2 separate regions of the Zea mays genome follow, and region 2 is linked to region 1. The links are chromatin contacts, called in public Hi-C maps. All regions are on one chromosome and are shown on one strand. The core of a region is the stretch at or near the end of the contact, and the rest is flanking DNA. Distances in the headings are between cores, read along the strand shown. Region 1 holds the start of LOC100281976 (splicing factor, arginine/serine-rich 12). Region 2 holds the start of LOC100282981 (Glyceraldehyde-3-phosphate dehydrogenase, cytosolic).

Evidence for each region. Hi-C and Micro-C count contacts between places; a contact is called where the count stands out from the background.
Region 2: a Hi-C map of ear shows a contact between it and region 1, with 1.9 times the contacts expected there. The contact joins the promoter of LOC100282981 here to the promoter of LOC100281976 in region 1. A contact is called at or near these places in 2 of 25 Hi-C or Micro-C datasets (ear and tassel).

Annotation. Positions count from the first base shown.
Region 1 is chr5:86,948,589-86,954,679 of Zm-B73-REFERENCE-NAM-5.0, reverse strand. It overlaps LOC100281976 (splicing factor, arginine/serine-rich 12), which reads left to right and starts at 3,817. Exons shown (of 4, transcript NM_001154893.2): 1 at 3,817-3,978; 2 at 4,078-4,209; 3 at 4,465-4,526. The coding sequence starts at 3,927.
Region 2 is chr5:87,272,694-87,278,784 of Zm-B73-REFERENCE-NAM-5.0, reverse strand. It overlaps LOC100282981 (Glyceraldehyde-3-phosphate dehydrogenase, cytosolic), which reads right to left and starts at 2,463. Exons shown (of 14, transcript NM_001155885.2): 1 at 2,225-2,463; 2 at 1,647-1,720; 3 at 1,495-1,553; 4 at 1,365-1,403; 5 at 884-984; 6 at 214-326. The coding sequence starts at 2,296.

The DNA of each region.
Region 1 (6,091 bases), core at 2,568-5,067:
AAAGAAAGGGTGGTGTCAAAGCACTGTCGAGTGTGAATTGAGTTACCTTTATTTTTCAGCAAATCTAATCGGCATAGACTCCTAAATAAGCTATGCAAACCCAAACCTGCCAAATCTGAAATCTAGCCAATGCACATGCACCTGATTGTGCAGATTATTGGAGCTCCTATCATAAGGTTGTGTGTTACTGCCGTACTGAGTTTCCAGTCACAATGAACCTCACTGGAACTTCGAAGTCATCCTACAAACTCTTCAAAAACATGAAACCAACAAAGTAAAATATTCTACAACATATAATAAAATCTCACCAGTGAATGCAAGGTTGCTGTCTGAATTCTCATCATTTTTCTCTTCATGCTTGCTCTCATAAAACCCTTTTTTCCAAATGAAGCCATTTAAATAATCACAGTGCATGCAAAATAGCATAAAGGTTTTAGTTTTCCCACTATTGCATGGATGGGTCGGCCAACATGTATACTCCATACTCATCAACCAACCAATCAATCAAAATTATATATACCAACCAAAGACGAAGGGCTCCTAGTGGCCATTCTCCAGGTAAAACATTGTTACTTATTTCTTGTATGACGTGGCAGAAGCCTGGATGTTGAGGTCGTCCAAACGGAGTGCGGAGTAATGGACTCCGAGGGTGGCAGAGTCGAGCACCTCATCTATCGATTTTCAGACACATATTTGCGCCTACAGGGGAAGTGTGATCGTCAAACAAATCGGAAATAAAGTGTGGCCTTGCGGGTAAGTACATTTTAGTTGTTTTATGGTTTATCTTGTGCACATTTTTAATTTAACTAGAAATTTGAATCTCCTGCTTTATATTAAAAGATATTTATAGGAGTAGAGAAGAACCCAACCACGTACAACTTACTCCAATCACTGAGTCCATCTACTTCAGAAGAAATAAACTGGATGCAACCAAGGGTAATCTTTAAGCTCAAATTGAACTAAAAATTAATTTCAAGTGATAGCTCATCAATCTATTCCAGTAGAAATAAACTGGATGCAGGCAATGGTAATCTTGAAGCTCAGATTGAATTAAAAAAGGAACTTTCGGGTGATAGCTCATCAATAATAAACAGGATACCCAACAAAAGCATAGGCAACACTCTAAAGTCCCAAAACAAAAGCATAGATAACACTTAGCAAAATCAAATCAAGGTCGTTCACAATCTAATAGCACTAATATGCATCATCAATGACTAATCTGTTACAAAACTACACCATCACATCGTGCAAATGACAATCATTCACATATTCCAATACTAATTCAGATTTCTGCTCTGTTTCCACACATTTGGTGCTCATGGCCATAAGCACAGTTGACAATATGAATGTCAAATAGATAGTTTCAATTAACATGGTACATAACATACCCTGATTTGAACATGTTGGGCTATTGGCAATGCTATAACAACCATCTGACTACCATATTGCCATCGCCAATTGAAGAACCACATGTTACATGATCTGAACTTTTGAAATATTTGGTGCTCATGGCCACCGGCTCTGTTTCCACACATTTGGTGCTCATGGCCACCAGCTTGTTTTAGGTATTCTTTCCTAGTCTTTTAGGCAACCTTTTCCTATTCTCTTCTGAGATAAGGGGGTTGTGTTGTATGTGACTATTTCATTCTCTTGTTAATATGAAGATATATACACTGATATTTGTGTTGAATGTTCAGAAAAAATGCACCGTAGGTCAAGAACATCAGGAATAAAAATATATTGTTAACTATCTACAAACTTAATGGTAACCATAAAATAATCAGATGATGACATAACAGAGTACACATGACACAAGGACTCTGAGTGAAAATTACATGAGGATCTTAGCTCACCTTGCTGATGATGACATGGATTTCTCAAGGGCCCATCAAATGATAGTTCACTTATGCTTCCATCTACGAATGTATGCCTTAATGAATGTGGAGCGCTCCTGCCTGCCTTATAGTAATGTGGTTAATTCGTCAGCAATTGCATCAACTCATAAATGTGAAGCTTTAAAATAATTGTTAGATTATGAATTGAGTAAAGCGAAACATGTGAATTATTCACGATCTTTACAATGGAAAAAGGGTTCTATCTCAATTGACAAATGAAACCAAATTGTTGTGATTAAAAAAAATCCAGTGTGATCTATTTTCTAGAGGTTGTCCCAAAAGGGCATCGATTGGTCAATAAATAAATATATGATGTGAGATATATACTTTTCAGAGCTAAACTGCATGTTTGAGGTGGACTTTAGGTAATCATAATAATCAATTGGTTTGGTGGAAGAACTAAAAGAAAGAAAAGTAGATAAAGCAAAAAAGTTAAGAAGAACACAAATTTCCAGTACTCTATAAATCAACGTATTAAAGGGATAGCACGAGCAGATGATTACCGCCTTGAGTAGCATAAGACCAAGAATTCAAGATGGATTATGATGGTTAACAATTAAAGTAACAATGGCTCAAGAGTCAAGATCCAATTTTTTGGGCTCACATCCACTCGTTAGCCACTACAGTTAACTGCAGTCTGAACATGAGTAGATGATTGGCCAAAAGGAGCACATGCCTTTTGTTGTAGCAAAAGCAAGCAATATGCAAAGACATGAGCGCTTTTTATGGAAAGGAGATTGTCGAAAAGGTGACTTTACTTGGTTTTTTAACTAGATCCCCGACCCTTTTTCTGAAAGAGCCATGCAATCTGATCTCCAAGCGGCTCTAGCTACTCAGCTTCCCTACGATTTCTACTCCACTTCCCTACGACGACACCTAGGAGGAGCGGAGAGGAGGGAGAGGGGTGGTACCACAGAGGTATGGGATGAATCTGCATTGAGGCAAAGAGGGAGAGGGGGTGGTGCCACAGAAGTATGGGATGGATCTAGATCGAGGCAAAGAGAGGAGAGGCGACCTGTAGATCTCCACCAGCAACTTCTCGTGGTACTCCTTGAGTTGAACCACCCACTCGAAGGCCATCTCCATTCCGTGGGTCATCGTGGCGCAGTAGGGTGCACCGGTGCCATACCCTATGGTGGGGGAGGAGCCAGCCATAGGCTGGAGGACACGTACGTGTCACGGAGCCGCTTGAGGCACCGGTGAGGGACAATGCGCTCGCGGTCCTCCTCTCCTCGACGACCCAGCCAGCCGCTAGAGCCAAATCTCTCGGCATCTATCCGTGCCCTGGATACACACGACCTGTCTCTCCTCGATGTCGACCGCGAAATTGGAGCCCGCCACAACCACGGAGAAGTTGCCCCAGCCACTAGAGTCCGATGTCGCGGTGGTGGAGGCTTGACGGAGGTGGTGGCAGCCAGCATTGTGGCAGAGGGAGAGGAGGAGAGGGCATCAAGGGGGAGGCTGTGGGATCAAACCGCAGTGAGGGACGACGGATCTAGGAGTGGGGGCGGGTGCGACGATGATGGGGCGCAGGCGCGGTGGGGAGGGGCGATGACTACGAGGAGATAGGGGGGAGGAGGGCGAGGGCGGAGCCGTCGAGATTAACGAGGGCGTGCGCGGTGTTCACGCGGCGAGATTAGCGGGGAGGGGGGAGGGCGGAGCCGTGGTGGACGCCCTCCTTACCCTTAAGGGCTGATTTGGTGATCCGGGATCCCGGGAGGATTGGAGCCTCCAATCCTCCCGGGATCCCCTTGTCACCAAATCAACTCTAAGAGTAGTAGAGATTTGTATCCGATACTCTGGGTAATCCGGTTTCACCCTAGCTCCCGCAGTCCCGTGGATCACTTTGCATACAAGCCCTCAAATGTTTCGGAATCACCTGTATCTGTATGTCCCTGATCCACAGACTTTGCGGGCCAAAAATACATGGGCTTTACACTTGGGCCCAACACGAGGCTCCCGGACTCCTCAGTTCCTTCGCTCCTCTGTAACCCGGGGCGGCCGACGAGGCCGGGACCACCGACGGCGACGATGGGCGGCGGCGAGGGCAAGTCCAAGAAACGCCGCTCTTCTACCTCCTCAGGTACCCAGCCACCCAGGGATACCTATCGTATCCCCTATTTGGTTGAATCCGTCGGTTCGTTTTGCTGCGGACCATCGATTTCTTTCTTCCTTGGTTTAGCGGATGAAGAAGGGGGGGAACGGAAGAGGCGGGACAAGAAGGAGAGCAAGAGGAGGAGCCGAGACGACAGGGAGGATGACGATGACAGACACAAGAAGAAGGGGAAACACATCGACAGGAACAAAGGAAAAGGTTGGGTTCCTAAATCGTTACAGCTTCCGGTTCTTTGATTTCGTCAACATTCCAAGGATGTTATGTCACAAAAACATTCCAAGAATGCTAAATCGTTACAGCTTCGGTTATCATTTTCTGAAAAAAAAGCGCTTATTTCTGTGTTTTCGAGGCTCAGCGTGTTAAGTGAATTTCTGCTCGCTCCATGTACACTATGGTTATGTGAAATAAAGCTTTGATAGGTTGTGACTTTGATGTGTGTTTCTGTGTTGATAGAGAGAGATTCGAAGGATAGGCATTCCAAGGAGAAGACGAGCAAGAGAAAAGACAAGGACGCTGTAAGTTCTTTAACGAGTGACGTTATATTCAGACTCAGTTTTGTTGGGCAGTGCCAAGTAAATAGTTAACATTGGCATATTCGGTTCCTTTGAATTACTGATATTTGGTACCTCTTTAGGGCTACGTTTTTTGACTTGGATAAATTGTTGCGGAACATTATGCTTGTCATGGGTCTATAATGGAATGGTGCTCTGAAATAGAAAATGTAGGAGTGTTGGTGTTATGTACGGCCAGGCCTATACTAGGCGCTACAGGGCCTTAGGATAGGGCCCAAGGCCCATAGTTCATACTTATCCATACTTATCTAGATAGCTTAGTTCATACTTATCTAGATAGCTAGCTTCCATATAAATACTTGTAAGACACCTTGAGATTGTCAAGCAGAAACAAGATTGTTTCCGGCTTCCTTTAGGGAGTCGGGATTCCTCCAGTTCTAGCCCTAGCCGCTACCTCTAGCCCTAGCTGGCCGCCCCTGTGGGCTACGCCGTCAATTACGGCGCCGGCTCGGCGTTCGTTGCACTTCAAGCCTTGTCCCCCAATCTCCCACCGCTATAACCTACGATCAGTCAGGCTAGAGGATTTGGTACATAACAATCTGGTATCAGAGACCTCGACGATCATGAGCACGTCCGCCCCCTCCAAGCCGCCATCGCCGGTGCAGCAGCCGCCGCCGTCGTCGGGCCAGTCTGCAGCGCTGCCCGCTACCCTGGCCGCAACCCCCATATCGTCGGGCGCCATGGTGCTCGTCCCGCCCGGCGCGCCCGCGGCCGCGATCCCACTGGCGCTCACCCCAGCCCAGATCGCGGCGTCGCTGACAGACCTCAGCCACGCCATGCGCGACGTGCATCTCACCCTCAACGCCATGCTGATAGGTCAGCTCGCATACCCCGCCCAGCATGCCGCCCATCCACCACAGCCGCCGCTACCACCCCTACCTGCGCCGCCACCCCCTGCACCTCTGCCACCCCCCACACAACCACCTGCGCCGCCGCCCCCAATATCTTGGCAACCAATTTCCTATCCATACGACATGCCAATCGACCCAAGCTCATCGTCCATCGCACCACCACATGCCTTCACCCCCATCCAGCAGATCCGATTTCCGCCGTCACCTTCCCCAATCCCATCGTGGGCGCAGGGCACGACGAGGACATGGCTGGCATCGTACCATCTCTAGGGACCGGCACAAACATGGTACTATGCCCTGGAGCAGGATGAGGGCATGCCTCCTTGGGACCGCTTCGCCGAGCTATGTCGTCTTCGCTTCGGGCCAGCAGTGCGCGGTTCTCGCCTTGTGAGCTTGGATGGCTACCCTTCCTGTCCACGGTCCAGGAATACGCAGACCGCTTCCAGGCGCTGCTATGTCAAGCACGGGACATCTCCCCTCTTCAGAAGACGGAGCTGTTCGTTGGCGGCCTCCTCGAGCACCTACGGGTGGACGTCGAGCTGCGCGCCCCGCAGGATATGCAGACGGCCATGTACCTAACACGAGCATTCGAGCGGCGCGCAGCGGCCGTGCCTCCATCTCAGCCGCGCGGGGCACGGCTACCACAACGGTAGCAGG
Region 2 (6,091 bases), core at 1,214-3,713, 330 kb before region 1:
GAAATTTGGCATACAGCATGGCAAGCTGGCAAGTTATAAAGTGTAATGAGTTGTGTCTACAAAACAGACTGAAATAAACATGTATTCATAGCAAACAAAAAGGTATCAACCCACAAGTATTCACCAAAACCAACCTTACTAGCACAACTGCAATATAACAATGTCATGTACAATAGTCAAATAAGATACTGATGTGAACTCAATGAACATTACCTTTTGCTTGTAATTGTGACCTTCTTCCCATTGATCTCGAGGGTTGAATCATCCACGACACGAATAGAACCTTTAAACGGGCCATGAGTGGAATCATACTTGAACATATAGGCCTGGAAAGGGGGAGATTATATAGAAAACACAAATAATACCAAACCTCATGCAGAGAAATTGACAGTTGTTAAACCAACAGTGAAGTAAAAAATGTAATAGAACTAAAAAATCTGCTGGTTCCACATTAGCTGCATTGTTCCCGTGAATAATGTGCATTCGCTTGACATACAGAATTTGGAAACTTGTTGGAAGAATAGAAAACAATGTTTTAGTAAAGAAAAAGAAAAAAAAGAAAAACAACATGAAGGATCAGTATAGCAGTTATTTTGTAAAGCTACCGCATGCATAACATACTAAAGCAAGTGAAAGCACATGAAACATAACATAAATGGGCTAACAGGAATTTTGGTTTGCATCAGATTAAAGAGAATTATTTCAATTGAGCTAGTGTTGTAGTCAGGGCTGTAACTGTGTATCTCTGCTCAGGTAGAGCAGTTCCCAAATGATCAGAAGGAAAATGCAAACAAAACTCTTAATTAGCTCATTGTTGTCAAATGAAACGTCCAGAATCTGACATGTGAAATATTATAACCAAAATAAGAATTAGCTTCCTTACCATGTACTTAGCATCAATGAAAGGGTCATTCACAGCCACAACTTCAATATCATCTCTGCTGGTTGCAATTCGCAGGACCAACCTGCCAATCCGCCCAAACCCTACAGTAACAAGAAAAGAAGGGGGGAATAACAAATCAGAAATAGGATCTGATATAATTCACCTAGTCCATACTTGCATTCAACTGCAAAGTAACTCAGAAAGCAAAGAATGATCTATTTGCTAGATGTAGTTAGCTAGTGCAACAAATACTCAACCAGGAACTAAAAACTGCCTTTGTAAAACCTTAAAACATGACATCTCAAGTAGTGTGATTGCAGCACACAGTAGATATTGGTGAGAAAGGCCAGCCAAGCCTAAGACAAAACACATTGACCAGCAAAAGCCCAAGGTGGTCAACGGTCGATCTGTCTCATTCAGATCACAATACAACAGTTTCCACGTCATTTTAGTTCCTACAACAGTACATAAAAGAACTCACCGTTGATGCCAATCTTTGTCTTCTCCCCACTCGAATATTCTACAGAGAAACAAAGGAAGAAGAAAATTACAAATCCACCGCAGGCTGCACAGCTCACATGAAACGTTTGGTCGGCACGACAGCTACTTACGTGGCATGGCAGGGGGCGCCTGCGTGGCTATCGCCCTCAGCGGCTCGAGGTTCCTCGCACTTCAATTCACAGTGAGTTAGACGGACAATAGCAATGCCTGAAACTACATTTACAAGGCGACAGTGACTACGGCGTTGAAAGCAAGCACTTACGCCGAAGAGGAGGCCCTGATGTAGGGGAAGGCGCAGCCGAAGTGAGCTGAGCCAGTGCTCCTCACGCACGAGACCTACAAGTACAAGCATGACAGCCAAATCGCATCAGTGGGGGCGCTGCAATGTGCTAGGAATCGTAGGCCATTCCGTCAGGGGTGAGGATGAGGGCATTGCAATCAACAGGAAACTGATGCCCTCCCGAGGGGCACCTGGAACGAGCTCGGGACAAAACTCCGAGTTCCCAGAATTTTTGAAATAAAACAAAAATAGTACGGTGAGAAAACCCCGATTCCCTGTAGCCTGCAGTTTCGCACTCCAAAGTCCAAACAAACAGCCGGAACGCGGGGGAGAACATGTCGGCCTAGCACACGGTCGAGCACTCCGCCGAACCGCTGCCGCCAGACTTGGACCGGGGCCAAATCTAGGCGCGGCAATGAATCCGTGAAAGGAACCCGCGACCCACCCACCCGCGCGAGCGAGCAAGCGAGCGAGCTGCTCCAGCGAATCGAAAACGATACGGAAGGCGAAAAAAAATACCCGGCATGCACGCGGGAGACAGAGAGAGCACGAGGGTGTACCTTGACGGGGTCGGACGCGGCGACGCGGGATCCGGCGGCGACGGCGCGGAGGGGCGCGGAGAGCGCCGCCATGGGTGGAGGTGGGGAATGGGAGCGGGCGGGCCTGCGCGTACGGTGTGCTAGGGTTTGACCGACGCCGCGAGGAGGGGGCGGGGCAGGAGCGAGGAGGCTTTGCCTTTCGGGCGCGGAGGCGAGCGGGCAGCGGAGGGCGGAAGGTGGTGGCGCCGCGGAAGCGTGTCTGCGTGTGATCGTTCCTCGTTCGTATAAAAAGGAAGAGGAAAATGTAATAAAAAAATAAAAAAAGTGGCCTGCGCAGCGGAACGTGCAACGCCCCCCGCCGGCCCGGGTGGGTAGGTGGCGGTGGCGGTGGCGGTTGTCCGTGCGACCGCGCTGCGTTCGGCTCGGTCGTGGGGCCCTTCACGTTCTCTTCTCGCGTCCTGCTGCGCCTGTATGGCTCCCGTGCTCTAATATACTCCTAACCACTCCGGTAAAGGACAACCAGGGGTCCCATCAGGCTGCGATTAGTAGTAATTAACAAAGGAGATCAATTTCCATTCGTCTATATGGCTCTATGCGGCTAGATTTGACCGCATCGATGTTTCTCCCATCCAGCTGATTTCGATTTTGCCTTCGTATTCTCCTCTGCCCTCTCACGTTTGGTGATTAGTTTTTTGCTCAAGTACGCGTCGCCTAGGGTTTGGGCACTGATCGTAAGCACCGACATCTTAGGCGGAACCCGTAAAAACGATGGGTAGGTGGTGTTGCTGTCGTGATGTCATTGTTCATAACAATTCGGAGATGCACCACGAGAACGCCCCTTGTCTACTTGTCTACTGATGCAGGTTCTGATTGCTTTGTGCGCTGTTCTGTCTCTGAGTCTCTCTATAATTTACGTACTCTATTAAAACACATTAATCTAAAAAGTCTAAAGATCTCTTTAGAGTGTGGAGATTATTTTTTTTCTGCTCTTGTGTCTTTAATATAGAAGTAAATTGATTTCTACAGAAAAAATATAAATGATTCTTGCGGATTTTGCGCCGTAAATAGACTCCGAGAACTGTAGAACTGTCGAGTAATACATGGTGATCAAGTTTCTGAAGCAGTATTCCTAGGGGATATTTGTTGTTGGTTATTCGCCCTTGTTTTTCCATAGCTGTGATAGATGTACCAGGCTAGGTTAGAGTGTGTTTTTGACACTTTCGAAGCATAACATGCAAATGAAAATTCATGTTTGGACTCTTTGGAGATATAATTGTTGTAATTAGGCCCACAAGTGTGTAACCCAATTCAATAAGTAAGCTAAGATAGTATGTAGAGATGACATGTGGTTTTAGTCTCATATTGCTCGTCTATACAAGATAGAACTAACTTATATGTGTGAGTGTTCCATACTCTTTACATTAGACAAATAAAGGGTTATAGAGAATGTCGCGCGCGTGCGTGCACGATTGCGTTATTTATCGCGTGACTTTGACTTGTGACCGTGCACAATCACGTCGTGACATTTATATGGTTATCAAATACCCCACACCTAGACTGTCACATCAACCAAAAGTAATGGCCACGCACATTGCGTGCGAGATCTCCGGGTGGTTGCATGTAGAGATATTCCAGAGGATAGTTACTGAAATTTAGTAGATCGAATGTGGCATCGACTTGTCCTCTTCTTCTCATCTCTCTACGTCGCCGCTTCTCTGCTCTGTCGTGCAACAGATAAAGGGAGAGGGTGTCTCTGAACCAACGCTGACGTTTTGACAACCTGCACAGGTGCCGACGAATCAGGTTTCTTTGAAGTGCTTTGTACACGTCCGCTCGGGGTCCTCACCATCACTCGTCACTGTAAGTAAATCTGCATTTTCAGTTTATTGCATGATGGTCTTATGGTTAGATCTGTTGTCGACTCTTCTTGTATGTGTTAATCTTGTTGAGTTAGTTCAGATCTATTCTGTTATAATGTCATGGATACTATCTGCAAGTAGATCTGTGTTTTACATTTTATGCTGCATTATCAAATTAATCTTAGGCCCCGTTGAAAGTCGCCTAGAGGGGGGGTGAATAGGGCGAAACTGAAATTTACAAATATAAACACAACTACAAGCGGGGTTAGCGTTAGTAATAAAAGAATGAGTCCGCGAGAGAGGGCGCAAAACAAATCGCAAGCGAATAAACAAGTGAGACACGCGGATTTGCTTTACCGAGGTTCGGTTCTTGCAAACCTACTCCCCGTTGAGGAGGCCACAAAGGCCGGGTCTCTTTCAACCCTTCCCTCTCTCAAACGGTCCCTCGGACCGAGTGAGCTTTTCTTCTTCTCAATCAAACGGGAACAAAACTTCCCCGCAAGGGCCACCACACAATTGGTGCCTCTTGCCTTGGTTACAATTGAGTTTTGATCACAAGAGCAAGTGAGAAAGAAAGAAAGCGATCCAAGCGCAAGAGCTCAAAAGAACACGGCAAATCTCTCTCGCTAGTCACTAAAGGCTTGAGTGGAATTGGAGAGGATTTGATCTCTTTTGGAGTGTCTAGAATTGAATGCTAGAGCTCTTGTAGTAGTTGGGAAGTGGAAAACTTGGATGCAATGAATGGTGGGGTGGTTGGGGTATTTATAGCCCCAACCACCAAATGTGGCCGTTGGGAGGCTGTCTGCTCGATGGCGCACCGGACAGTCCGGTGCACACCGGACAGTCCGGTGCCCCCTGCCACGTCACACTGCCGTTGGATTCTAGCCGTTGGAGCTTCTGACTTGTGGGCCTGCCTGGGTGTCCGGTGCACACCGGACATCTACTGTTCCTTGTCCGGTGTGCCAGAATGGGCGCGCCTGCCATCTGCGTGCGCAGAGCGCGCATTAAATGCGCTGCAGGTAGCCGTTGGCGCGCAGGTAGCCGTTGCTCCGCTGGTACACCGGACAGTCCGGTGCACACCGGACAGTCCGGTGAATTATAGCGGAGCGGCTGAAGTGAAATCCCGAGGCTGGCTAGTTCCTGAGGTCGCGCTTCCTTGGAGCACCGGACACTGTCCGGTGTACACCGGACAGTCCGGTGAATTATAGTGCGCCGGCTTGGAAAATTCCCGAAGGTGGCGAGTTCTCGTTGGAGTCCTCTGGTGCACCGGACACTGTCCGGTGGTGCACCGGACAGTCCGGTGCTCCCAGACCAGAGGGCCTTCGGTTCCCACTTTGCTCCTTTGTTGAACCCAAAACTTGGTCTTTTTATTGACTGAGTGTGAACCTTTTACACCTGTATAATCTATACACTTGGGCAAACTAGTTAGTCCAAAGATTTGTGTTGGGCAAATCAACCACCAAAATTATATAGGAACTCGGTGTAAGCCTAATTCCCTTTCAATCTCCCCCTTTTTGGTGATTGATGCCAACACAAACCAAAGCAAATATAGAAGTGCATAATTGAACTAGTTTGCACAATGTAAGTGTAAAGGTTGCTTGGAATTAAGCCAATATAAATACTTACAAGATATGCATGGATTGTTTCTTACTTATAACATTTTGGACCACGCTTGCACCACGAGTTTTGTTTTTGCAAACTCTTTTGTAAATCCTTTTCAAAGCTCTTTTGCAAATAGTCAAAGGTAAATGAATAAGATTTGCAAAGCATTTTCAATTTTTGAAATTTTCTCCCTCTGTTTCAAATGCTTTTTCTTTGACTAAACAAAACTCCCCCTAAAAGAGATCCTCCTCTTAGTGTTCAAGAGGGTTTTGATGTATCATTTTGAAATACTACTTTCTCCCCCTTTTGAACATAATAGGATACCAAATTAAAAATATTCAATACTGAGTTTTTGAAATTTGAAATAGGTGGTGGTGCGGTCCTTTTGCTTTGGGCTCATTTCTCCCCCTTTTTGGCATGAATCGCC